7 separate regions of the Mus musculus genome follow, and regions 1, 2, 3, 4, 5 and 7 are each linked to region 6. A link is a contact called in public Hi-C, HiChIP or PLAC-seq and promoter capture Hi-C data. All regions are on one chromosome and are shown on one strand. The core of a region is the stretch at or near the end of the contact, and the rest is flanking DNA. Distances in the headings are between cores, read along the strand shown.

The links. Promoter capture Hi-C pulls out the DNA fragments that hold promoters and counts their contacts. Hi-C and Micro-C count contacts between places; a contact is called where the count stands out from the background. HiChIP or PLAC-seq counts read pairs in DNA pulled down with a chosen protein or histone mark.
Region 1: a contact with region 6 is called in a promoter capture Hi-C map of embryonic stem cells, with 6 times the contacts expected there. The contact joins the promoter of Nkapd1 here to the promoter of Zw10 in region 6. A contact is called at or near these places in 11 of 39 promoter capture datasets (3T3-L1-derived adipocytes, cranial neural crest, embryonic stem cells and 7 more), 2 of 484 Hi-C or Micro-C datasets (LSK cells and embryonic stem cells), 13 of 115 datasets of contacts at active chromatin or transcription factors (astrocytes, differentiating embryonic stem cells, embryonic forebrain and 7 more) and 2 of 9 other capture datasets (adipose tissue and embryonic stem cells).
Region 2: a promoter capture Hi-C map of embryonic stem cells shows a contact between it and region 6, with 3 times the contacts expected there. The contact joins the promoter of 2310030G06Rik here to the promoter of Zw10 in region 6. A contact is called at or near these places in 8 of 39 promoter capture datasets (the C10 cell line, cranial neural crest, embryonic stem cells and 5 more) and 3 of 115 datasets of contacts at active chromatin or transcription factors (embryonic forebrain, extraembryonic endoderm stem cells and stem cell-derived neural progenitor cells).
Region 3: a contact with region 6 is called in an H3K27ac HiChIP or PLAC-seq map of the NIH/3T3 cell line, with 14 times the contacts expected there. The contact joins the enhancer-like site here to the promoter of Zw10 in region 6. A contact is called at or near these places in 5 of 39 promoter capture datasets (cranial neural crest, embryonic stem cells, frontonasal cranial neural crest and 1 more), 5 of 115 datasets of contacts at active chromatin or transcription factors (the NIH/3T3 cell line, embryonic forebrain, embryonic stem cells and 1 more) and 1 of 9 other capture datasets (macrophages).
Region 4: a promoter capture Hi-C map of liver shows a contact between it and region 6, with 5 times the contacts expected there. The contact joins the enhancer-like site here to the promoter of Zw10 in region 6. A contact is called at or near these places in 11 of 39 promoter capture datasets (the 3T3-L1 cell line, 3T3-L1-derived adipocytes, the C10 cell line and 5 more), 2 of 484 Hi-C or Micro-C datasets (LSK cells and embryonic stem cells), 13 of 115 datasets of contacts at active chromatin or transcription factors (astrocytes, differentiating embryonic stem cells, embryonic forebrain and 7 more) and 2 of 9 other capture datasets (adipose tissue and embryonic stem cells).
Region 5: a Hi-C map of B cells shows a contact between it and region 6, with 7 read pairs. The contact joins the promoter of 1110032A03Rik here to the promoter of Zw10 in region 6. A contact is called at or near these places in 7 of 39 promoter capture datasets (cranial neural crest, embryonic stem cells, erythroid cells and 4 more), 1 of 484 Hi-C or Micro-C datasets (B cells), 3 of 115 datasets of contacts at active chromatin or transcription factors (astrocytes, embryonic forebrain and large pre-B cells) and 2 of 9 other capture datasets (adipose tissue and liver).
Region 7: a promoter capture Hi-C map of pre-B cells shows a contact between it and region 6, with 6 times the contacts expected there. The contact joins the promoter of Ppp2r1b here to the promoter of Zw10 in region 6. A contact is called at or near these places in 2 of 39 promoter capture datasets (liver and pre-B cells).

What each region holds. Positions count from the first base shown.
Region 1 is chr9:50,616,101-50,619,226 of GRCm38.p6, reverse strand. Nkapd1 (NKAP domain containing 1) reads left to right here and starts at 1,763. Exons shown (of 6, transcript NM_212449.2): 1 at 1,763-1,999. Pih1d2 (PIH1 domain containing 2) reads right to left here and starts at 1,906. Exons shown (of 6, transcript NM_028300.2): 1 at 1,629-1,906; 2 at 578-781. The coding sequence starts at 754.
Region 2 is chr9:50,745,002-50,748,214 of GRCm38.p6, reverse strand. 2310030G06Rik (RIKEN cDNA 2310030G06 gene) reads left to right here and starts at 1,688. Exons shown (of 4, transcript NM_025865.3): 1 at 1,688-1,773. The coding sequence starts at 1,742. It also overlaps a transcript of Cryab not described here.
Region 3 is chr9:50,568,902-50,571,716 of GRCm38.p6, reverse strand. The region is part of intron 2 of Il18 (interleukin 18); the gene reads right to left. Among named protein-coding and RNA genes, the nearest start is that of Tex12, 9.0 kb to the right of the region's middle. Within about 2 kb of position 1,371, at least 33 of the 459 cell types and tissues checked have an H3K27ac peak or open chromatin away from gene starts, as enhancers often do. A contact at or near this core is called in the NIH/3T3 cell line, where this site is marked.
Region 4 is chr9:50,593,394-50,596,591 of GRCm38.p6, reverse strand. It overlaps Sdhd (succinate dehydrogenase complex, subunit D, integral membrane protein), which reads left to right. Exons shown (of 4, transcript NM_025848.3): 4 at 1-252. Among named protein-coding and RNA genes, the nearest start is that of Sdhd, 8.9 kb to the left of the region's middle. Within about 2 kb of position 1,596, at least 56 of the 459 cell types and tissues checked have an H3K27ac peak or open chromatin away from gene starts, as enhancers often do. A contact at or near this core is called in erythroid cells and liver, where this site is marked.
Region 5 is chr9:50,766,727-50,769,721 of GRCm38.p6, reverse strand. 1110032A03Rik (RIKEN cDNA 1110032A03 gene) reads left to right here and starts at 1,538. Exons shown (of 4, transcript NM_023483.4): 1 at 1,538-1,864. The coding sequence starts at 1,823. It overlaps Fdxacb1 (ferredoxin-fold anticodon binding domain containing 1), which reads right to left and starts at 1,484. Exons shown (of 5, transcript NM_198675.2): 1 at 1,267-1,484; 2 at 878-1,034. The coding sequence starts at 1,438.
Region 6 is chr9:49,053,820-49,056,931 of GRCm38.p6, reverse strand. Zw10 (zw10 kinetochore protein) reads right to left here and starts at 1,351. Exons shown (of 16, transcript NM_012039.2): 1 at 1,145-1,351. The coding sequence starts at 1,249.
Region 7 is chr9:50,855,404-50,858,376 of GRCm38.p6, reverse strand. Ppp2r1b (protein phosphatase 2, regulatory subunit A, beta) reads right to left here and starts at 1,453. Exons shown (of 15, transcript NM_028614.3): 1 at 1,279-1,453; 2 at 451-541. The coding sequence starts at 1,392.

The DNA.
Region 1 (3,126 bases), core at 514-3,013, 1.6 Mb before region 6:
TGAGTCTTATTAAATCAGAACCAGGAAGCTTTTAATCCCAGCACTCAGGATGCAGAGGCAGGAGGATCTCAGAGTTCAAGGCCAGCCTGGTTTACATAGCATCAGACAGTCAGGACTACTTAAAGAGACTTGTCTCAACAAACATACATTCACTGCCTCTGGGCCAGTTTGATGGCTCAGTGGATCAGAGCACCTGGCTCCAGGCTGATGGCCTGAATTCTTTCCTCACCTCATCGAAGGCGAGAGCCTGCTCCCCAGTCATCCTCTGTCCTTGCACATGCACTCTCTTGAACCCACACACATATAAAATACATTTAAAAAACCTTAATTAATTATAGCACTATTTTCCACCTATCAGGACAATAAAGTTGCATTAGGGGATTTCTAAAATACCAAGTATGAATTTCTTATTTTTACTCCTTCAGTGAAATCTTCCATGTGGTTTCATTTTCTGTTCAGAGAGTTTTAGTAAACTTCTCTTGTGTTAAAGTAGCGCTAGAAAAGGCTACTGTATCCCCTGGCTAACCCAGAGTAGTTTTACTGAAGACCTCTCCTTCCTTGCATCAGTTCTACATACTAGGATCTTGGTCTGTATGCAGAGTTGAGGTTCTGGGTTGACACAGAGCTGTTTGCCATCTTTCAACTCCTGCTGAATGAAGTTCCGGTAGCGCTCGGGGTCATTTTCAGCCAAATCATCGAGCATATTCCAGAACTGGGAAATGTGGGTAAGAAGACCCTTTGAGGACACCGTCATGATGGTGATGAGACAGGCCTTTGGAACCTGCAGAGAGACAGGACTTGAGAAAAGGCATGTAAGGTATTTACTGCCCTGTTTCTTCTTTCAGGGAAGGAGGAAGGCTTTTGCAAGTGTGCTGCGGGTCTTAACTAAAAGATTGCACACCCATACTGCTTTATCTTGGCTTTCCTACAGTCTGTGAGTAGAACCACTTCCTAAATTCCTACGTTGTACCTGTACTTCCGTCTGGTCTTCATAAATACAGAGGGAACAGAAAGGACTTTTGTTCCAATAGTTGGATATTGGCTGACTTGGTGCCTTCCAGACCTGGAATTGTGAGGTAGGGGTGTGTGTGTGTGCGTGAAAGAAAGACGGGTAGAGAGACTGGGGTCGGGGGAGACAGATACATAGACAGACAGTATAGTAGTTAAAAGTAGGCGCACTGGAGCCAGTATGCTTACGTTCTTGCAAACTTCAGACATCTATGTTGCCTTGAGCAAGCAGTGTATATACTCAAAATAAAGATGAGGGGGCTGGAGAGATGGCTCAGCGGTTAGGAGCACTGACTGCTCTTTTAGAGGTCCTGAGTTCAAATCCCAGCAACCACATGGTAGCTCACAATTCTATAATGAGATCTGGCGCCTCTTCTGACATAGAGCTATATATGCAGAACACTGTATATAATAAATAAATGAATCTTTAAAAAAAAGATAAGGATTAAGAACACTAATATTTAAAGCTGGAACATTATGTGAGAGCAATAGTCAAAGATTCCGCCCTCCTTCAATCACCCTCCTTCTGCAAAAGAGAAAGTTCCCAATATTTTTAAAAAGAGGTTTAGAGTCTTCAAATTATATATTAAAGTTAGATTAAATCAACAACGAATACACACTTAATCCAAACGTGGGGGAAACGCGCACGTCTTCTCTCAGTTTGCCGACAAACTGCGACTCCGGTTACCATGGTAACCAGTCCCGGTACACCATCTAACTGGGTCCGGAGAGCGCAAAGTAGAGCTGTGTCTCTATATCCAGTTCCGGTTCTCTTCTCCGGGTCCGGACTGGCTCCTCCGCAGGCCGTCCCGCTTGTCTCTCGGGAGAGCGCCGCCTTCCTTCCTGCACCCGTCAGCTTCCACGGCGACCGGCGAGCCCGCTCTGTGGGAGTCTCCGGTGGGAGGGAAGCGTTTCTCCGGAGCACGACTTCCGGCCCGGAAGGAAGCCGCCACCTTTTCTCCCACCCCGCCACGCGAGGCTGCGGCGCACGGTATGGGTGTGTGTGTGTGTGTGTGTTTGTGTCGGGAGGGCGTTGCGAGGGAAGGCCGCCGAGAGCGCCGGGGCTGCGGCGGGGCAGGGAGCCCGCTGACAGACATGGGGGCGCTTTCCCCCACGTCCCCTTGGAAACCTCAAGCTCCCCCCGAGGCACTCTAGATACTTCCTGGGGCCCAACGGAAGGCCGTGCCCAAGCCCTGTGTCCCCATTCTGTCCCGGGAGTGAAAGCGAGCCGCCGGGCGCCGGCCCAGCCCAGCGAGAGCGGGGAATGCCCCGGTCCGCCCGCCCGCAGGCCGCTTTCCGCGCCTGCGCCTCCTCTGGCCTGGGTCCCCGAGAGCGAGCCGCCGGGCGGGCTCGGCTGGGGGAAGGCAGCCGTAGCCTGGGCCTCGGGTGAGGAGGGCACAGTAACCGGTGGGAAGGCTGCGTTTTCACGAAGGACTCGGGTGAAGCTGCAGAGCTGCCTTTCAGCCCTGACTCCTTGGCTTCCTGGGTCGGAGGAGATCTTGTAATGGAGTGGTTCTTCGTCTCACACTAACAGGATGCCTGATTTCCTCAGGATCGAGGGGTGAGTGAGCATCGGGACAGTGGCACCAAGCCCCTGCTAGCTACACATGTGAATATCGTTGTCTTCTGGGTTTTGGAAAGTTCCGTACAGTGTAGGAAACAAAATGTCCTGAGTAGAGATATTTAGGTCATCTAAAAACTTTTTTACAATTCAGTTTATTTTTTTACTGTTGACATACGTGGTGTTTGATGCCTTCAAATCTTCGTGTTTATATCTTTGCAAGCGAATTTTGGGGAGTTTTGAGATTTGATTTCTAGCCGGGACACTAACACACCCGTTGCCTGAGTCCATGCAGCCTGGGGGCAGGTTACGGCTTTAAGGAATTTGATTTTGAGGAGTTGGGGTAGAGTCCAAACTCGGGGATCCCCATAGGTTAAAAGGCCAACCGAAAATGTCTGGGGAATCATATTGTATCTGTATCGATCACGTACAGACCTTTCCCACTTTGGTCATTATTTTAATCTCCATCGTAACATTTACATAACATTTGCATAGTTTTAAGTATTATAATTAATCTAAATACCCTCACTCATCCTAACTGGAAGAGCATGTCTGTT
Region 2 (3,213 bases), core at 439-2,938, 1.7 Mb before region 6:
TTTGTGGCACTTTCTGCACTGCCTCTTCCACACACAATCTCTTTTGTAACAGACTGACAATAGAACCTGAACGTCAATGAGAAGTCTCAAAGACTTCCAGATAAGGACTAACTGGGTTGGATTTCGATACAATCCTCTCCAGGCTTTGTTAACCCTCTACACTCCGGTTGCTGTGTTTTAAGGTGTACCGGGTGCTTTTTTGTCTTTTCTGTGCAGTTTCTGGCCCTCTAAAAATCTGGGTAAGATCCTTTAAGCTGCCAAAGAGGTTGGATGGAAGTGAAGCAAATTATGAAGGGCTTTGAGAGTTCTATCCTGTAAGTGATAGGAAATTATTACTGGCTTTTGAGACAGGGACGCAGGTTACAGGATGAAAGGAATGTAGTTAATAGTAGGATACGGAATGGCCTGCAGGATTGGAACATGAGATAGTAGAATACAATGCTTAGCCATCTGATCACTGAGAACAATAGTAGTAACAATGGTTAAGACTTACTGAGGGCGTCCCATGCGTCTGGCCTGTTCAGAAGCTTTGTACACACATACCTCATTCAGTTATCACAGCCCTATGAAGTGGCCACTCTCAGGCCCGTTTTTCCCAAGATGAGGAGGAATTCAGAATCCAGTGTACTCCATGGAGTTCAGGGCTGACTATGAATATTCCAGGACAATACTCAAAATGCCAAGAAAATATTGAAGATCGGAATTGCAGGTTTCAAAGATTTTCTTAGAGACATATTCTCCCTTCTCTCTTTCCTTTCTTTCTCTCTTGTTTGTTTCTGTTTATTTAAGACAGGGTACCTCTATGAATTCTATGAATTCCTGGCTGTCCTGAAACTTGCTCCTGTAGCCCAGGCTGGCCTCAAACTCTCAGAGATCCTCATCCTCCTGCCTCCCGAGTGCCAGGAGGTATACACCATACTCAACCTGGTAACATATTGTCTCAGGGGAATTCATTCAGCTGCCTCATAGTTTCTGGCCAGGGAAGAGTGAATCCAATTTTGGGTCATTGGAAGCAGAAGCTACAAGCAGGGGTAAGTAGAGATTTCATGGTCCTGGACTGGGGAGAGAACATTGAGTGCTCCGTGCCAATCAGTTAGCCATCTGGTTTATACCAGAAAGAGGATTAAGTAATACATTCAGTACTTATGCCTTGGTGTGCTGGAAATCTAGATGGTAAATGGTTAGGAGATATGCGCACATTATTAATTCTAGTCGTGGGAATATGAGAGCATTCCATTTTCCTACATTTCAGGTTCCAAAAGCCTCTAGGATTCAAACCCAAATTGAGGACATCAGAAACTAGTACCAATTACCTTGACAGTGAAACTCAAACCTGAGTGTGGTAGGGCAAACGTAGTGGCCGAGCTTTGACTCCCTTATGGAGGGTCTATTTCAAAGGCCGTGCGATACAGAGAGACACATTTCCTATGGAAACTCAGAGCCCTTTTGTATCTCAGGTTTCTTTATAAATCGAAGCTTGCAGCTTCATCAAAAGGAGTTTCAAATCCCTAAGGTGAGATAACTCTCACCTGGAGCCCGTGTGTCTTCCTGCCCTTTGGCTGCGAACAGTCACTTGGGAATCATTCCACCAGGTGGCTTCCAAGGTCCAACCTACTCGGTTGAAATCTGATCCTGACAGACTTCCTGGGAGCCGTTGCCGTTCGCTCAGCCGGGAACCAGGAAATGCGCAAACCTCTTTATGTCTGAAAACCAGCTGGGCTCCCTGGGAGACACAACCGCCATGGGAAACCGGCTCTGCTGTGGGGGAACCTGGTGAGTAGGGCCGAAAGGTGGAGGGGACCGCCTCCGGTGGTGGATATGAAACCCTGAGAATCAGACAGCCTGGAGACCGTCCGTGCCTTCCTCCACCTGCCACGTCCTAGGTGGAGCAGAGAGCGGTGCCTTAGGACGCTTGGAAAACACAGCAAGCTGGAGAGTGGCCAGAGGTTGGCTGCACCGGTGGGCCAGCCTGGTTTCTCTCTTCTCTCCTTTCCTTCCTTCCGATGCTCTCTCCTTTTTTATTCTTCCGCAGATCATAATAACGGGAGCATTGGAGTGCTCTCTATGTGCAGTCACTTTCTAATCTGGGTTAATTGTCCCAGGTCTTCTGTGAGTGAGTGGTCTTACCGTTGTTCCCATCTTGGCCGGTTAAGGAGCGGAGGCTCAGAGAAGGTAGTGTCAGTCACATGGCTAGTAGCTTAGCAGGTAAAACAAGATTCCAAGCGCGGAGGCTAGACTTCAGGGCCCATACTTTCCTCACTAGGTAATCAGAGATGTGACCATGGATTGAGCAACTGAATTTGGACAAATGTTTGTTTGAAACTGCAGAAGTGGGAAGGAAGAGAATCCACTGGAACTGTGAATATAACTTTCATGCTATTTGCTGTGTGGCCTCATGCAGTCCAGTCAATTCACTGGGTCCTCGATTTTTTTAAAAATATACAGTCCCTATTATTTGTATCATAGGTTGGTTTTAGAGATCGAAAGCTAGTAAGAACAAAAAATACAAAATAAAAACAACAGCAACAACAACAAAAAACCCCACCAAATAATAGATTATTTGTGGTTTTTGTAACTTTCCCCCCAGGGTGTTCACCACCACTACAAACTCCCAAATATGGCTTCATCCTGTCAGCTGCCTCTTAGCTATATGATCCATGTCTGGGTCAGAGTTCAAAGAATACTTATTTACAGGTAAACATCACATGTAGAGAGAAAAGTGAGATACATTGGAAAGCACCTAAAATTTGAAAACAATACTAGACTCCAGTCCTGTGCCTGCTAGTTTATTAATCTAGTTGGTTATTAAACAAATATCAACTGAGCATGTGCTGGGTACCAGGAAGTGACAGATACAGAAGTCAGCAATAAAAGGAAACTTGGATAAACATGGTAGTGAATGCCTTTGATCCCAGCTATTGAAAGGCAGAGGCAGGCCATTTCAGGATAGCCAAGGTTACATAGAGAGACCCTGTCTCAAAAAACTAAAAATAGACAAATAAATAAGACCCTGCCTATAAGTGTATATTTGTTTACATGTATATTTATTTATTCTTTGTTTGATTTTTAAGGCAGGTTCTCTCTCTGTCGTCCTGGAGCTCTCTATGTAGACCAGGCTGGCCTTGAACTCAATAGTCTGCCTGACTCTGCCTCACTAGTGCTAGGATTAAAGGCCTGTACCATTACAGCCAGCCCTGATTTACTTATTTTTAG
Region 3 (2,815 bases), core at 122-2,621, 1.5 Mb before region 6:
TATAGAATCAGCCTTGGTGCCCATCAGCAGGTGAGTAGATAAAGATGTAGTATATTTACACAACAGAGTATTATTCAGCTGTAAAAAGGAAGAATTACATTAGAGATGGAAAAATGGCTGAAACTGGAAGTCACCGTCTTAAGTGAAGTCAGCCAGACTCTGAATGACAAATATATTTTTCTCAGATGCAAAATCTAGGTTTAAAAAAATATGAGAGTAGAAGGAAGACTTTAGAAGAAGGAGTAGAAGGGCAGGACTCTAGTGATTCATCACAAGTGAGATAATGGCTCATGTTGTCTTCTCTCTCTCTCTCTCTCTATATATATATATATATAATATATATACATATATATATTATATATATTACACATTTTCAAAAGTGATTTGTCTGGAATACAGTAAACACCAGGGACAAAAATTGGATTTTAAAATGACTAATATTTACTGTAGTGAGTGTTTAGTTATTAGGTGAATGACCTTAGAGAAGGATTCAGTTACCCTAGAAAAACACTCCTATGTGTGGAGAGATGGCTCAATGGTTAAGAGCACGGGCTGCTCTTCAAGAGGGCCCAGGTCCATTCTCAGCACCCACATGGTAGCTCACAACCATCTTTAACTCCAGTCCCAGGAGACCTGGCGCCCTCTCATGGACTCAACAGGCAGTAGGCATACATGCAGTCAAAATATCTGTACATATAAAATAATTTATTAATTAACTACTCCTAGATGGGCCTGGTGATACACATCTGCAGTCTCAACATTGAGAAGCCAAAGCTATAGGGTCACAAATTAGAGGGGAGCCTCCCTGGGCTACATAGTGGGACCCTGTCACAAAAACCAGAGGTTAGAGATGTGGCTCAGTGTTTGGGAGCTTGGCTGGCTTGTACATGGCTCTGTGTAGCCCTTTAAAAATTGGAATAACAGGGCTGGTGAGATAGCTCAGTGGTTAAGAGCACTCACTGCTCTTCTGGAGGTCATGAATTCAAATCCCAGCAACCACAAGGTGGCTCACAACCATCTATCTGAAAAGAGAAACAATCAATCAATCAATCAATCAATCAATCAATCAAACAAACAAACAAAAAAACCCTATGGGCCGGAGTGAGCGGGACAGGAGTGAGCGGGGACAGGAGTGAGCAGGGCTGGAGCAAGAGGGAGAAAGGGAAGGGGAAAAAAAAAAAATTAAAAAATTGGAATATCAACAGAGAAAGAAACAAAAAACTCTTTCCCACAATACTTGAACTTGTTTATCATTTAACCACTCTCTAATATGAGTCAGTTGTGGGTTTAGAAGCTGAACAAAACTTAGCTCCTATCGTCCAGTGACTCAGATGCCGTGGGCAAGACAAAGCATGGCAGAGGCTGGAGGATCTGGTTTGTGCTGCTGTTGGAGGTTTCACAGTGATGTCACCCAGTGCAGCATGAGCAGAGGACAGCCTCGTCAAGGGCAGGGGAGGGCTTAGAGGGCTAGTGACCGGGGAGGAGGGCTAGGGAGCAGGGAGGCTGGGGGACCAAGACTTGAGGTTTCACTAAGTGTGGTCACAGTTCTCAGAAAGGACTGTGTTTCTAAAGAGCCCACGTGCTTCCAGGATTATTTTGTTCTTAGGTAGTAGATGTAATGATGTAACAAGGGCACCATTCTCGGGGTGCTCATGTTGACAGCCATGAAGGTGAATGCATGCCTTCTTCCCACCCACTTCTCAGCACTATTAACCATGCTTTGAGAAGTTCATTCTCCTCACGTCTTATCATGGTGGCACTTTGGTCGCCTTAACACTGTATTCTTGCCTCTCGCTTGTACACCTAGAGATTGTTCATATCACAAATAGTAACAAGGCTCCTTAATACCTTGGTAACATTGTTATCAGATAAGAAAATATTTAAACTGGGGTGTGTTCCTGTACACCAGTAATCACTTTGGGTAGGTAAAGGCCAGGGGATCAGGGTGGAGGCAGGAGGTTCAAGGTTATTCCTAGCTACACAGTGAGTTGTAGTCCAGTATGGGTTTTATGAGACCCTGTCTCAAAAAGGCAAAAAGGAAATAAAGCAAGTATGACGTCAGTAGTGTTATGTAGCTGGGGAGAAGGTTCTGGGGATTTGCCATCCATATTTGGAGACCTGAATTCAATTCCCAGACCCCACATAAAGGTGGAAGGAAGTGACTCCACAAAAGTGGTGCTCTGACTTCCACACACCTGTTTCATGCATATGCACACACCGTGATAAAATAATGCTTTAATAATAGCATTGTAATCCAGAGTGATGGCACAGGCCTGTAACACCAGTTACAAGGGCAGATGAGACAGGATGCCCACTTGGGTAATTCAGAGTGAGTTCAAGGTCAGCTTAGGTAACTTGTTAGAGTTAGGGCTGGGTGGAAGAGCTTCTGAGATATGTAAGCAATGGTTTAACTTACTCCATAGAGACGGGGGCAGATGATTCCACCAGGGCATTGTCTTCCACCCGGCAATAGTGCAATCCCCTTGGCCTAGCAGCTCTGAAATCATGCCACTCTAGGCCAAATGTTTAATTTGAAAATATTCCTATTATTTCATTTTACTTACAAAGTTTAAATCATTATTTTCCTATTACACTATTTAGATTTTGCCTAATTTAGTTTAGAGGACCTTGCAGTGTAGTTCCTTTAATAAGAACCAGGGAAGGAGACCCAGGTAGTAGATCTCGTTTATACAACCTTGATTTCTTTGGGGAGGAGAAAAACAGGTTACATTAGAATTTTAAAAACTCACCTGGGTCATAGCCAATACATTCTATTTGGGGGACAAACCTTAAAATTGTCCTCTATAACCCAATG
Region 4 (3,198 bases), core at 347-2,846, 1.5 Mb before region 6:
CTTAGGAAGGAGGTTGAGGAAAGCTGGATTTAGACAAGTTCAATTTAGGGAGTTCTCCTTGTTTGTGGATTAAAATATGACAGATTGCAAACAGACTACTCTTCAAATGTATCTCAATTGTGCAGAAGTGAGCTGTCCAAAAGTATAAGACTAAGTGATAAACTGTCTTCCCACCGTGGGAGTTGTTAATGAGAAAGAAAGTGTACTCTGAAAAAACAAAATTTTTAAATAAAATATTATATAATGAAAATACATTGTACTTTTTTTTTATGTGCTAGTATTCTCTAATATTTGGGTTTTGGTTGGTGCTTACATGTTTGAAATAGACTCTTACAAGCTCATACTGATCTGAAATTCTCTGTAGGTAGACCAGGATGGCCTCAAACTTTGCAATCTTTCTGTTTCTGCCCCTCAAGTGCTGGAGTTACAGTTGTGAAACCACAAAACTCACTTGTTTTGTTCTAGTTTCAAATGGTGCCTTAGTTTGTTGCCCAGGCTAGCATCAAAATCCTGGGCTCAAGCCATCTGACTAGCCTGAGTAGTGGCCTGCCAGGCAGGCTGTAGTTTTATTCATTAAAACAGTGTTATGCCGGGCAGTGGTGGCGCATGCCTGTGATCCCAGCACTTGGGAGGCAAAGGCAGGCGGATTTCTGAGTTTGAGGCCATCCTGGGCTACAGAGTGAGTTCCAGGACAGCCAGGGCTACTTAGAGAAACACTGTCTCGAAAAAACAAAAAACAAACAAAACCCCAACAACAACAAAAAACCAGGGTTATGCCAGGTATGGTGGTAGATGCCTGTGATCCCACTCTCTGCGAGTCTGGGGGATGATTGCTGGGAGTTTGAGGCCAACGTAGACCACAGTAAGTTCCAAGCCAGCTACAGAGTGAGACCCTTACTTAACAAACCCAAAAAACAATAATTAAAAGTAAGTACATCCACAATTGGGAATTAGAACTGAGTTTAGCTTTGTGTGACTTAGCAAATGAGTAGTTCACATAGAATGCCACGGGACGAAAGGGCTCATGATGGGCAGAAACGGGCAGCTTAAGCATGAAGGTGGAGTGGTAGGGGTTAGAACTGTGCTATCATTCGGGTGAGTGCCAAGCTTTCTCAGTCTGTGTTCTGGGTGCGCTGACTGTGAGCCTTGATGAACCACACTGTACATTTCACTCCCGGAGGATGGCCTGGGCGGCAAGGCCGGGAAGGGTTTCCATGAAAGGGCAACCATTTGTATCAGTATGTCAGGCGGCATGATCAGAGCTCACGGGCTTGGAAAAGGGGCCGGAGAGATGGCTCAGTGGGTAAAGACACCTGCTGCCAAGCCTGACAGGGATTCACGTGGTGGGAAGGTGACTCCCATTGTTCCCTGATCTCTACAGCTGTGCTGTGACACACATGAACCACACGCCACTAAAAGGAAAAGCTGATATAATAAAAAAGATACAGGAGGACGAGAGGGCTCGGCAGGTGAGGTTATTTAACTGCTGAGCATGACAGCCTGAATTTGAGCCTCGGGACCCACAGGGTGGAGGTGAAATGACCCACTGTTTACCCTACAAACTGCATAAGCACATGCAATGCAAACAATACATAATAAGTAACTAATTACAGACTACCAAGGCAGAGTTCAGGTGCTGTGGTGAAAGCCTGCCAGCTCCCTGTATGGGTTTTGTGTTGTTGTTTTTTTAAGTGCTGGCTTTCTGTGGCCAGATTCAAAGTGAGCCAGCGTTGGCCTTAAGAGTCAGTGTATAGGCTACACAGTTGGTAACCAATTGGAAGGTTAAACATGACCCAAAGGCAGGAGCTTCAAAGTGACCACAGGGCTAACAGCAAACTGGCGACAGCGAGTGTAAAGTGCAGAGCTCCAAGAAGTGCGGGCTGCAGTGCTTTAGAGACTCCTTCCCCACCACAGAGCTAAAGCGTGAGATGGATTAAATGGTGACAGTGCCATAGGCACTCCAGAGTTCCAGCCACAGAGTGACTGGCCCTCAACTGACTACACAGTGAGCCAAAAAAAGAATTCTTAAGCACTTACTTTTTGTTTGTTTGTTTGTTTGAGACAGGGTTTCTCTGTGTAGCCCTGGCTGTCCTGGAACTCACTCTGTAGACCAGGCTGGCCTCGAACTCAGAAATCCACCTGCCTCTGCCTCCTGAGTGCTGGGATTAAAGGCGTGCGCCACTTATCTTGTATGTGCTCAGATGCAGGGAGGAACACACTCCTGTGAAGGTCGGAAGGCACCCTGCAGGAGTCAGCTCTTTTCACCGTGTGAGTTTTGGGGACCCAACTCAGGTCAACAGGCTCAGAATCAAGCACCTCACCCGCTGAGCCATCTCCCTGTCCCGAAGCCAGATCTTTTTTTTTTTTCTTTAAGCTTTTAAAATTGAAAATAGATTCTTCTCTCATAGACTACATCCTAACCGCAGTTTCCCCTCCCTCCCCTTCTCCTAGCTCTCCTCTAGATCCAGTCCCCCTCCATTTTCTCCCTCCAAGGGAGGCTAGCCAGACGGACAAAACACGCTACAATAAGACAAAGCAAAAATCCTAGTGGAGGCTGGGACAAGGCATTCCAATAGAAGGAAAAGAGTCTCAAGAACAGGCAAAAGTGTCAGAGATACACCCGTTCCTACTGTTAAGAGGCTCACAAAAACACCAACCTAATAGCCATAATGTGTACACAGAGGATCTGATGCAGTTATTTCTTCTATGTGTGTATGCATGCACGTGTGTGCGTGCAGAAGTGTACACACACACACACACACACACACACACACACACACACACACACACACACACACACACACACACACTAAATGCAGTGCCCATGGAGACCAGAAGAGGGCACCAGATTATCTCTGGAACTGGGGCTGCAGAAGGTTGAGTCTGGAACCAACCTGGGTCCTCTGGTACAGGAGCAAGTGCTCTTAACCACTGGGCCATCCAGCCTCCCAAGTAGTATTAGGATGGATTTTCTCCTTGGTTGGCCTGAAAGGATGGGATATTGCTTTCATGCCAGAGGCACATTGTCACTCTGGGCTGCGGAGAAGGTAATAATTACAAGGAATAAAGGCCGAGGGCACCAATTCTCTTTTTGGTGTGTTCTTCAGAGTAGATACAGTCTAAGTATAGCTTGTACTTTTACTCTACTAAGTGTGGCTTTTCTACCTCCGCTTCTATTTCCTCGGACCTCTCTCTCTC
Region 5 (2,995 bases), core at 289-2,788, 1.7 Mb before region 6:
AATCACCATACACACTCATCTATACTTCAACTCCCACTTAAAATACTGCCTTTGCTAAAAGTTTCTCAACACCTATAGCCCAGTGGAGCCGAATACAGTTTGGAATACTGATGTTAAAGTACTATTTTAAATTCATAATCACTTTAAGCTGCTATTAATAGCCAGTTTATAGATTGGGGTGGGAGGAGAAGCAGGTAAGGGCTACACCTGACGACAGTTTTAACTGGTAAGCAGCGAGCTAGGATTTGAACCTAGGCCATGTGACTCTTAAATCCAATCTTGTCGTCATCAAGCTATACTGACTCTTACGATTTGCATTTTTTAAAACCTTTTTGAGGTGGGCTGAAAGATTCAGCAGTTAAGAGCACTAGCTGTTCAAAAGTTCAATTTTCAGTACCCATATGATGGCGACACCAATCAGTACTCTAGTCCCAGGGGAACCAATGTCCTCTAAGGAGGCACACAACTGTTGCACAGACATGCATGCCGACAAAACACCCATATCCATATTTAAAAACACACACACACACACACACACAATTTGGGTAATGGTGCTTGCCACCAAGCCTAGTAGCCAAAGTTCTATCTCCTGGATACACGATGGAAGGAGGACCCGCTTCTGTAAGTTGTTCTCTGACCGCCACACTCATACACACACTAATTTTTGAAAAATAAACTTGCCTTTTCCTTGTAATTTATACTTTAACATCTAGGGTTATACGTAAATCTTTAAGACAAGATTATGGTTTTCTCTGGGTTTTATCTTCTTTCCTCGTGTATTCTAGCAACTTATTTCCCCAACGACAAAGTTTGTGTGCAGTGATTTGGTTATGGGAACCTGGAAACATTTTCTATGCCAGGACTCGTCTTGCCTCACCTCTGGAAAAACTTGGCAAGCAGTTCCCTGTTCTTAGCTACTCCAGCTTTTCGTCCACAGTGCGGGAAGTTGAAATAAATTCGATCAAAATCCCTATCGTCGGCTGGCAAGGCATGTGACAGCTGGGTACAGTCCACACCAAAACGCACTTCGACACCTGGCAAGGTTTAAAGGCGTGAAATAGAGACCAAAAGACGTCTTAAGATCTGTAAACCTGGACAAACACCACCACTCAATGCATGGTTGGGTTGCCAACAATGCAGCCCAGCCCAGACCTGAGCACACACGCGCATCCGCCTGAGCGCCCCCAGGAGGCGCCCTCGAGTTCCCCGCGCGAGCCACACCCTTACGCTCCGGGCGGGCCCTCGGGGCGGGCTGGGACTTGCTACCTCGTTCGCGCAGGCGCTTTAGGTTCTCTAGCGCTACCGGATCTCCCTCCAGAGCCGCCCGGTGCTGGAAGCCGGTAGCGGTAACACTGACGCTGGGATCCAGGCCGTCGATCAGAGAAGCGGCGAAGGAGAAATTCCCCTCCCCGACCAACAGGAGGCGCCGGGGAAGCATGGTCTCCTCCGGCTTACCTGCCGGCGCTCTCCGGGGCGCACATTTCTTACGTCACTTCCTTCGCGTGGGCCTCGTCTCCCTCCCCTCCCCACTCCACCCGGCACTAAGTGATGACGCATCAACAGCTTGTTACCAGGATAAACATTTGGAGCTACTGCTCGGGAGCTTCGAGCGGGGAAGTAAAATGGAGCTCTTGGCCTTGCCCCTTCACCTTTGTGCGCCTCCAAAGGCTCGTTTTCTTTTCAGTACTCGGACGGCCCAACACGGACGGCCCTGAGCGTCTTCGCCATTCTTGCTTGAAGCATAACTGTCACTAACTGAGGGGTGAGACGAGTCCTGCGTATTCCAGAGGCTCAGGACGCTGTAACTGCACCATCTCCTGACATGGCTGTCTCCTGTTCTCTCAACCACTCAACATATCTCCAGGTGTTTATATATCCTATTTTCAAGAAGTAACATTGAACGCCTGTCTTGTTCCATAGCACTGTGAGAGCAACTAGGTGTATGGATGAACTGGAAGTGGCCTGCCTGCTGTCAGATGACAAATGCACACAGCAGAAGAGGCAACTCGAATAGAATGGGGTGTGTACCCACCGTGAGTGAAGGAATTCGGGATACTATGAATGAAGCATACACAAGGGGAAGCCCTACGAAGCTGGGGAAGGGAGACATAGATTCCCTGAAGTTAGCCTGAGCTGAAAGCTAGTTGGGGGAGGGGAGCTCGTTTTAGTTAGGTAAAAAGGATTAAAAAGGCAGAAGGAACAATGTTCATAAAATCATAGTTAAAAAAAAAAAAAAGTTATGTTTGACTGGTTGAACACAGTTGGCCGGGAGACGGACTAGCAGGTGACACTGTAGAGTTAAAAAGGAAGCCAGACCAAATTGAGTGTTTTAACCATTTAATAGCCTAGACCCTATTCTGAGAATATAGAAATATATTATAGAATATAGAAAGCCACTAAATGACAGCCAGCAGGAGGTCTCAAAATGTAAAATGAAAAACTTTGAATTCATTTGAGAAAAAATGAAGCTACTTTATTGATTTGGTAAGGGCTTTTTGTCCTTGACAATCCTGATCAGGTGACCTTCAGAAAAATCAACTTTCCTCCCAAAATCACGTTTGAAAAGACAATCTAGCACTCTAACATTGATCAGATGGGCGTGTCTATCTGGAAGTAGTTAGCTAAAAACTGAAAACCAGCCACCACAATAACCAAGTATAGCCAGCTGTGGTGGCACACACCTTTAGTCCCAGTACTTGGGAGGCAGAGGCAGGTAAATTTCTAAGTTCAAGGCCAGCCTGGTCTACAGAGTGAATTCCAGGACAGCCAGGGCTACACAGAGAGACCCTGTCTCGGAAAAAGGCCAAGTATTCCATTTCTCATTACTAATGAATGATTCCCATCTCAAGAACCCACCCTGGGCTGACCTAGCTAAAGAATACTCAAAAGACCATAAAAAAATGTAAGGATGCTCAAGAATTTGCAAAGAAATATGGGAGAAAGTGACCTATAGACTAAACTGCCATGAGTGGTCCCAGCAAGTTAGAGCACAGAC
Region 6 (3,112 bases), core at 102-2,601:
GAAGTGTAATACTTCAGCAGTTACAAAGCATCCCAGTACAAAAGAGAAGACTCAGGAGAAAAGTCAGGCATTTGTTTTATGCAGGAGGCTACAACTGAGATGGAAGAGGTGTGTGTGTGTGTATGTGTGTGTGTGTGTGTGTGTGTAGAAATACATTTAAAGTGGTAAAAAGCTGGAGGTGCAAGGACTATGCCTGCTTGAGGCACAGAAAGTAGTTCTCAGTTGACTGAAGATTCAAACTTATGTATGAAACAAATACTAGTGCAATGTCCTCATCCTAGATCATTAAAAAACAAAAAACCGTAAGCCACACTACAGAAATGCCAGTGGCATGAATACATAAAATTAAGAACTCTAACATCAAAAATTGTTAGGAGCGGGTGGGATGGTGGAGACCTTCCATTTCAGCACTCGGGAGGCAGAGGCAGGCGAATTTCTGTGAGTTCGACACCAGCCAGTTCTACAAAGCTTGAATCCAGGACAACGAGGGCTATTACACGGAGAAACCCTGTCTAGGAAAAAAAAAAGAAAAGAAAAGAAAGAAAGAAAAAAAGAAGAAGAAGAAAGTTGTTAGGTAGCGCCTACCAAGTCCAGACTTAGTGAGGTACACGTCATTTTCAAAGAAAGCCACTGAAGACCTGGCTTGCCAGGTAGCACTAATACGAAGTAAAACTATGGCTGTGAGTTGCATATTCATGCCGGTACCAGCTCATCAGCCCTCAGCATGCCTCAAGTTCCGTGCGTGAAGTAATACTTTTATAAACATATTCAACCAGTTAAAAGAAAATCCGAGGAGAACGACGCGACTTTCCTAGAATTATTACATCCATCCATAAATGAAGGAGTGGGTAGAGATGACAGATAGGGCGGCTGTCCTGTCCTAAGTGGACATCCGGGCTTCCAGTCCCACCTCCGGCTCCGCAGGTTTCTTCAGTCTTCTCCATCAGCGGCTCACTTTTGCCCAACTTGGCCCCACTCCCCACCACTAAACAGCCACGGCCTTTCCTCCTCACAATCCCAGGCCCTGGTCTCCAACCGCTCTGCGGCCGTGCTCCAAACAGCCCCCCAACACTTCTGAGCCTCCAACTCAGGAGGCTCCGCACCCGGCTCTCCCCAGCGGCAGCAGCCTGTGGCCCGCCCTCACCTTGATCTCCTCCACCCGCCGGGTCAGGCGGCTGATCCTGGTGCCCAGATCCTCCTTCTCCAGGCTCCCCGAGTGGGCCAAGACTTCTGTCACGAAAGAGGCCATCGCCACGAAGCGTACCCACACAAACAGGATAGGTCAACCCCGCTGCCAGCGCCGCAGCTCCGGTCCCGCCAGCGGCCTCACCGCAGGGCCTGCCGGGAAACTGAGTTCTACGGGGTCCGGCGCTCGCGCACAGGAGAGGGTCACACTACAGTTCCCAGGAGGCCTCGCGCCGTCAGGCGTCCGCTGTTTCAGTGGCGTCTAGAAGGCACCAAAGTGCGCAGGCGTCATCTGCTCCCTACAGGTTTTCAAACGCCAGTCTGTTCCCGCCGGTTTTTTTCTTCTTGTATTTTGGGTAGGGTTGGGTTGGTTTCGCTAGAAACTGCGGAATGTTTCAGGTAATAATCCTTTATGGCCCTCCCTATACTCAGTAATCTCAGGTTTTCCTGTGAGATTATCTAGCTCGATACTTACAGAATCATCTCGATCTTTTTTGTTATTCATTCATTGGGCTCAGCAGCTAAGTCTACCCGAATTTTGCCCTCTGGAATTGTGCGAGAGAGTGACATAAGTGAAAGGATCCCCACAATTGCACCTTTCTAATAGTGTTTGTTAATAGTGCCTCATATTAAGTATATTGATACATGGATATGGTACAAATTTATACTTAGTGTAACGGTCCTGTAAGTGCTACAGACATTCTTTTATAAAACCTTCTTTCTAAGATACGTATGAATGTTTTGGCTGTGTCCATGGAAGTCAGAAGCAGGCAAGTAAGTCCAGTCCCTGAAACTGGACTTACAGATGACATGAGCCACCATGTGGATGCTGGGAATTGAGTCCTGGTCCTGAGTAAGGGCAACGAGTGCTTCTAGCCACCGGGCAATCCCCTAGAACAAGATTCTTATCACTTCCTATCAGAGATTACAAATAAATTTCACCAAAGGCTTTTTATCGTTGTTTAATTTTAAAGTTTTCAGTGATTTTTTTGGCTCTGTTTTGAGACGTGGTTTCTGTAGCCCTGGAAGGCATCAAATTCATAGCTATCTTCCTGCCTCAGCCTCCTGTATACAGGAATTATACACTTATTCCACTATGTCCAGCTAGCCATAGCTTTTTAGAACTATTTCATTGTTGAAGGTCAAAAGAGTGTTCCGCGAAGATGAGATCACTCGTTCACTTTGCAAAACAGGCTGACCTGAAAGACAGCCACTGGGCATTATTACCAACGTGACACTCTTTGTAGGAGAGGGATGCGTGCTGTAAGAGCATCCTTGTCCCCTTTATACACTTTTTGTTACTTGACCAGCAGAGCAAGCAAGTGTTTTACATAGCCAAATGGAATGCCATTAGTGCAGCAATACCATAAAGTATAAAATTAACAGAGACAAGGGTGCAGATACAGGTAATTCAATCAGTAGGGATTTAGAACAGATGTTATCTGTCTCCAGCATCCTTCCTGGAGCAGGCAATAAAACCAATAAACAAGATGTTTATTATACAAATGTCATCTTTTCTCTTGCTAATTTACCCTTTGTCCTTTTTTATCGTTGATGGCAGGGAAAATTCTTGCACTGAGAGCTTGACCTTTAACATTCTTCAACTGAGAGATCACTTAGTAGTTAAGAGAACTAGCCTTGTGGAGGACCCGGGTTCCAGTCCTATGTGAGGCAGCTCAAAAACACCTGTAATTTCAATTCGAGGGAATCCAATGTCTTCATTCGACCTCTGAGGGTTCCTGTACATATATGATGCACATATATACACTGAGACACATACATATAAAAGAATTACTAAAAATAATAAAATCGTCTCATTATTGGTATGTATTGCATACTTGGAGATATTCACACAGTATAGTATGATCCTTTTTTTCTAAGAAAATAAAATAGAGGTGCAGGCCATACATGGTCACACACAACTTTG
Region 7 (2,973 bases), core at 204-2,703, 1.8 Mb before region 6:
TATAGATGACTACCACAAGTCTTCCTGAATGTTTCACACAATTATTAAGAAACTCACATCCTGGAGCTGGAGAGATGGCTCAGTGGTTAAGGGCACTGGCTGCTCTTCCAGAGAAGCAGCGTTCAATGCCCAGCACCCACATGGCAACTTAACAACTGCCTATAACTCCAGTTCCAGGGGATCTGTCACTTTCACATGCAGGCAAAACACCAATGCATATAAAATAAATCATTTACAAAGAAATCCATATTTCACATCAATCACCTTCCCACTAGCTACACGGTTTATGTTTGAGTATGTCTGACTATATGTAGCATTTCTATACACCTTGCAGAAGGCAAGGCTCAGTCTAGTACTTATCGCTACTCTAGGTAACAAACTAAGAAAATTAAATAAAAATAGTTTAAAAGCCAATAGAAATGGAGCGTGTATCTTTCAAGGGACACAAACCTGTAAGGAAAGGCAGCAGTTCCGTTCGAGTCCTTTCTACCCCGAGTGCTAGAGCTATAGTTGATAACTTCTTAATACTGTTGAGACGGAGCTTTAAAAACAAAGTGGGAGGGAGAACAAAGCAAAGAGATGATTGCAATTCTGGTCAAAGAAGCAAATAGGTGAGATACTGGGACACAGTATAATGATGAATGAGCCTTTCACTTAGATCTTAATCCTAGGAAAACTCAAGGACCGTTTAACACGTCATTAGCCAGAAGCTATCTTAGGGAGAACACTGAAGGGCCGGGGAAGAAACGAATGAATGAAAACACGCGGACAATGAGAGGGTCTGAAAAGAGAGAACTCTGGATGGAGAGAAGTGGGTGAAAGAAACGGTTAAGCACAACTCCTCCCTTTTCAGGGAAAAGTTCTATCACAACTGATGCACCACTCATCTGGGTTAATCAGCCGCCGCGCTCTTTCCACCCAACCAGCCCAGCTAGTTTGCCCGGGGACGGACACTCCGCATCACTTCAAAGGGAACGGGGGCCGGGGGCCGCTCCTCCGCTCCCGGCGGCCCCGCAGCCCGCCTGCGCTGGTCCACCCGAGGTGCGAACCGGTTCCCCGCCCACTGCCGGGAGCAGATGGACGCCACCACCCCAGAGGGTCGGAGGAGGGCAGCGGAGCTGAGACGGACCACCGCGCACCCGCCGCCCCACGCCTCCGTCCCGGGGCTGAATACGACTCTGCCACCCCGGGGGTCGCCCCCAGGGCTGAGCCGGCCTTTCCGCTTCCCTACCATGTGCGCTTCCGCCCTCGCCTCGGCTCCCCAGCCCAGCCTAGTACCTGCACGTCCTCATTGCGGAGCTCGTCGATTAAAACCGCGATCGGGTAGAGCGAATCGTCTCCATCTCCACCCGCTGCCCCCGGACCGGACCCTGGCCCTGCTGCGCCCGCCATGTTCTTCCTCCTCTGGCTGGTCGCCGCCGAAGGCCCCGTGCCCAGACCACGCCCCGCGCTCAGGCCACGCCCCGCGCTCAGGCCACGCCCCACACACAAACAGGCGGGGCTAAATCCAATCAGCCGGCTCCGAGGAACTGATGGAATCAAGTTTTTTCCCTGCGCGTGGAGGCTCCGGCCTGACCCCCATTGCTGGAACTGGAGGTCTGAACTCCAGAAGAAGGGCGGGCCGAAAAAACCAATGGAACCCCTGCATCCTTTCCCCAGCCGAAAGAAACAAGGGCAGGGATTCATCGTCTCCTTGCTGTGCTCTGAAGGAGACGGGCCTTAATGATGGATGCCGAGCCTCAAGTAGAACTCAGAGACAGGCCAGGAGGAAGAAGCTTTAACACCTCCCCCTCCACCCCAACCTCCACCCCCACCCCCAGGCTTCATGCTGGCCCTGAGCCACTGGGTCTTGGTCTTAATTTCCCCTTGGGCGACAAGCCTCTACACGCGCGCGCGCGCGCACACACACACACACACACACACACACACACACACACACACCTTCCTCTGGCCTGTTTGCCAAAATCGTGGCTGGCTCCTGCTCCTTAAGACAAATAATGAGGGCGGTGAGAGAAAATGAACAGTGCTGTCCAAACTCCCCAGTCAATATTTTTTCCACGCAAGCTGTTCAAAACATGCTGCTCTCTTGTTTTTGTGTTTCTTTTCAGTGTGGTACTGGAATGGCGCCTTCTGTTGTATTGTCTTCTCTTTTTTTTTCCTTCTTTACCAAGAAGCACAACAACCTAACATAACTGGGCCCAGTTTTACTCACCCCAGTTCGGTGCGGGTGTAAACTGGCCTCCCTAGACCTCCAGGAGTCCCCCTAAAGGACTCCAGGAGGAGGTGGGCCTGGGCCTTTTTACACAGAACTTAATGGAAAATGTTCCACTTGCCCTATGGAATGGCACAAAGTAACTATCTCTCCTTTCGACTTAGATATAAGCAACTTAGATTGGTAGCTCTGTCACAAGTTCTCAGATGACACTATTTTGTGCCTTAAGGAAATTGTCATTAATAAATGCAACTTAGGAGGTAAGTTTTTTTTTTTTTCTTTTTAAAGCATGGGATGCCTACTAGGAGATAGCCTTTCATAGTCAAAGCTTGAGAACCAACAGACTTCAGTTTGCGGTTTTTGTTTTTTCAACTTCTGTCCACGAATGAATGCTTGAAGACTCTCGTTTTATTTTGATAATTTTTAGATTCACTTACTTAAGGCATGGTCTGGACTGCTGGGGTGGCTATCTTTTTTAATTACAAAAACTGTGTATATGTGTGGTATGTACACACATGAGCCACTGAACAAGTGTAGTCAGAGGACAGCTTGCGGAGTGGGTTATCTACTTCTACCAAGTGGGTTCCAGTAACTGAACTCTGGTTGTCAGGTTTGGTGACACATGCCTTTATCCACTGAGCCATCTAGCTGGCCCCCAGGGACTACCTGAATCAGCCCTGCACAGGATTTCAGCACCCGTATTTGCGTGAGTTTCAGCACAGCTTTCATTGTTCTGGGCTCCTAAGAAATGAACAGAGGTG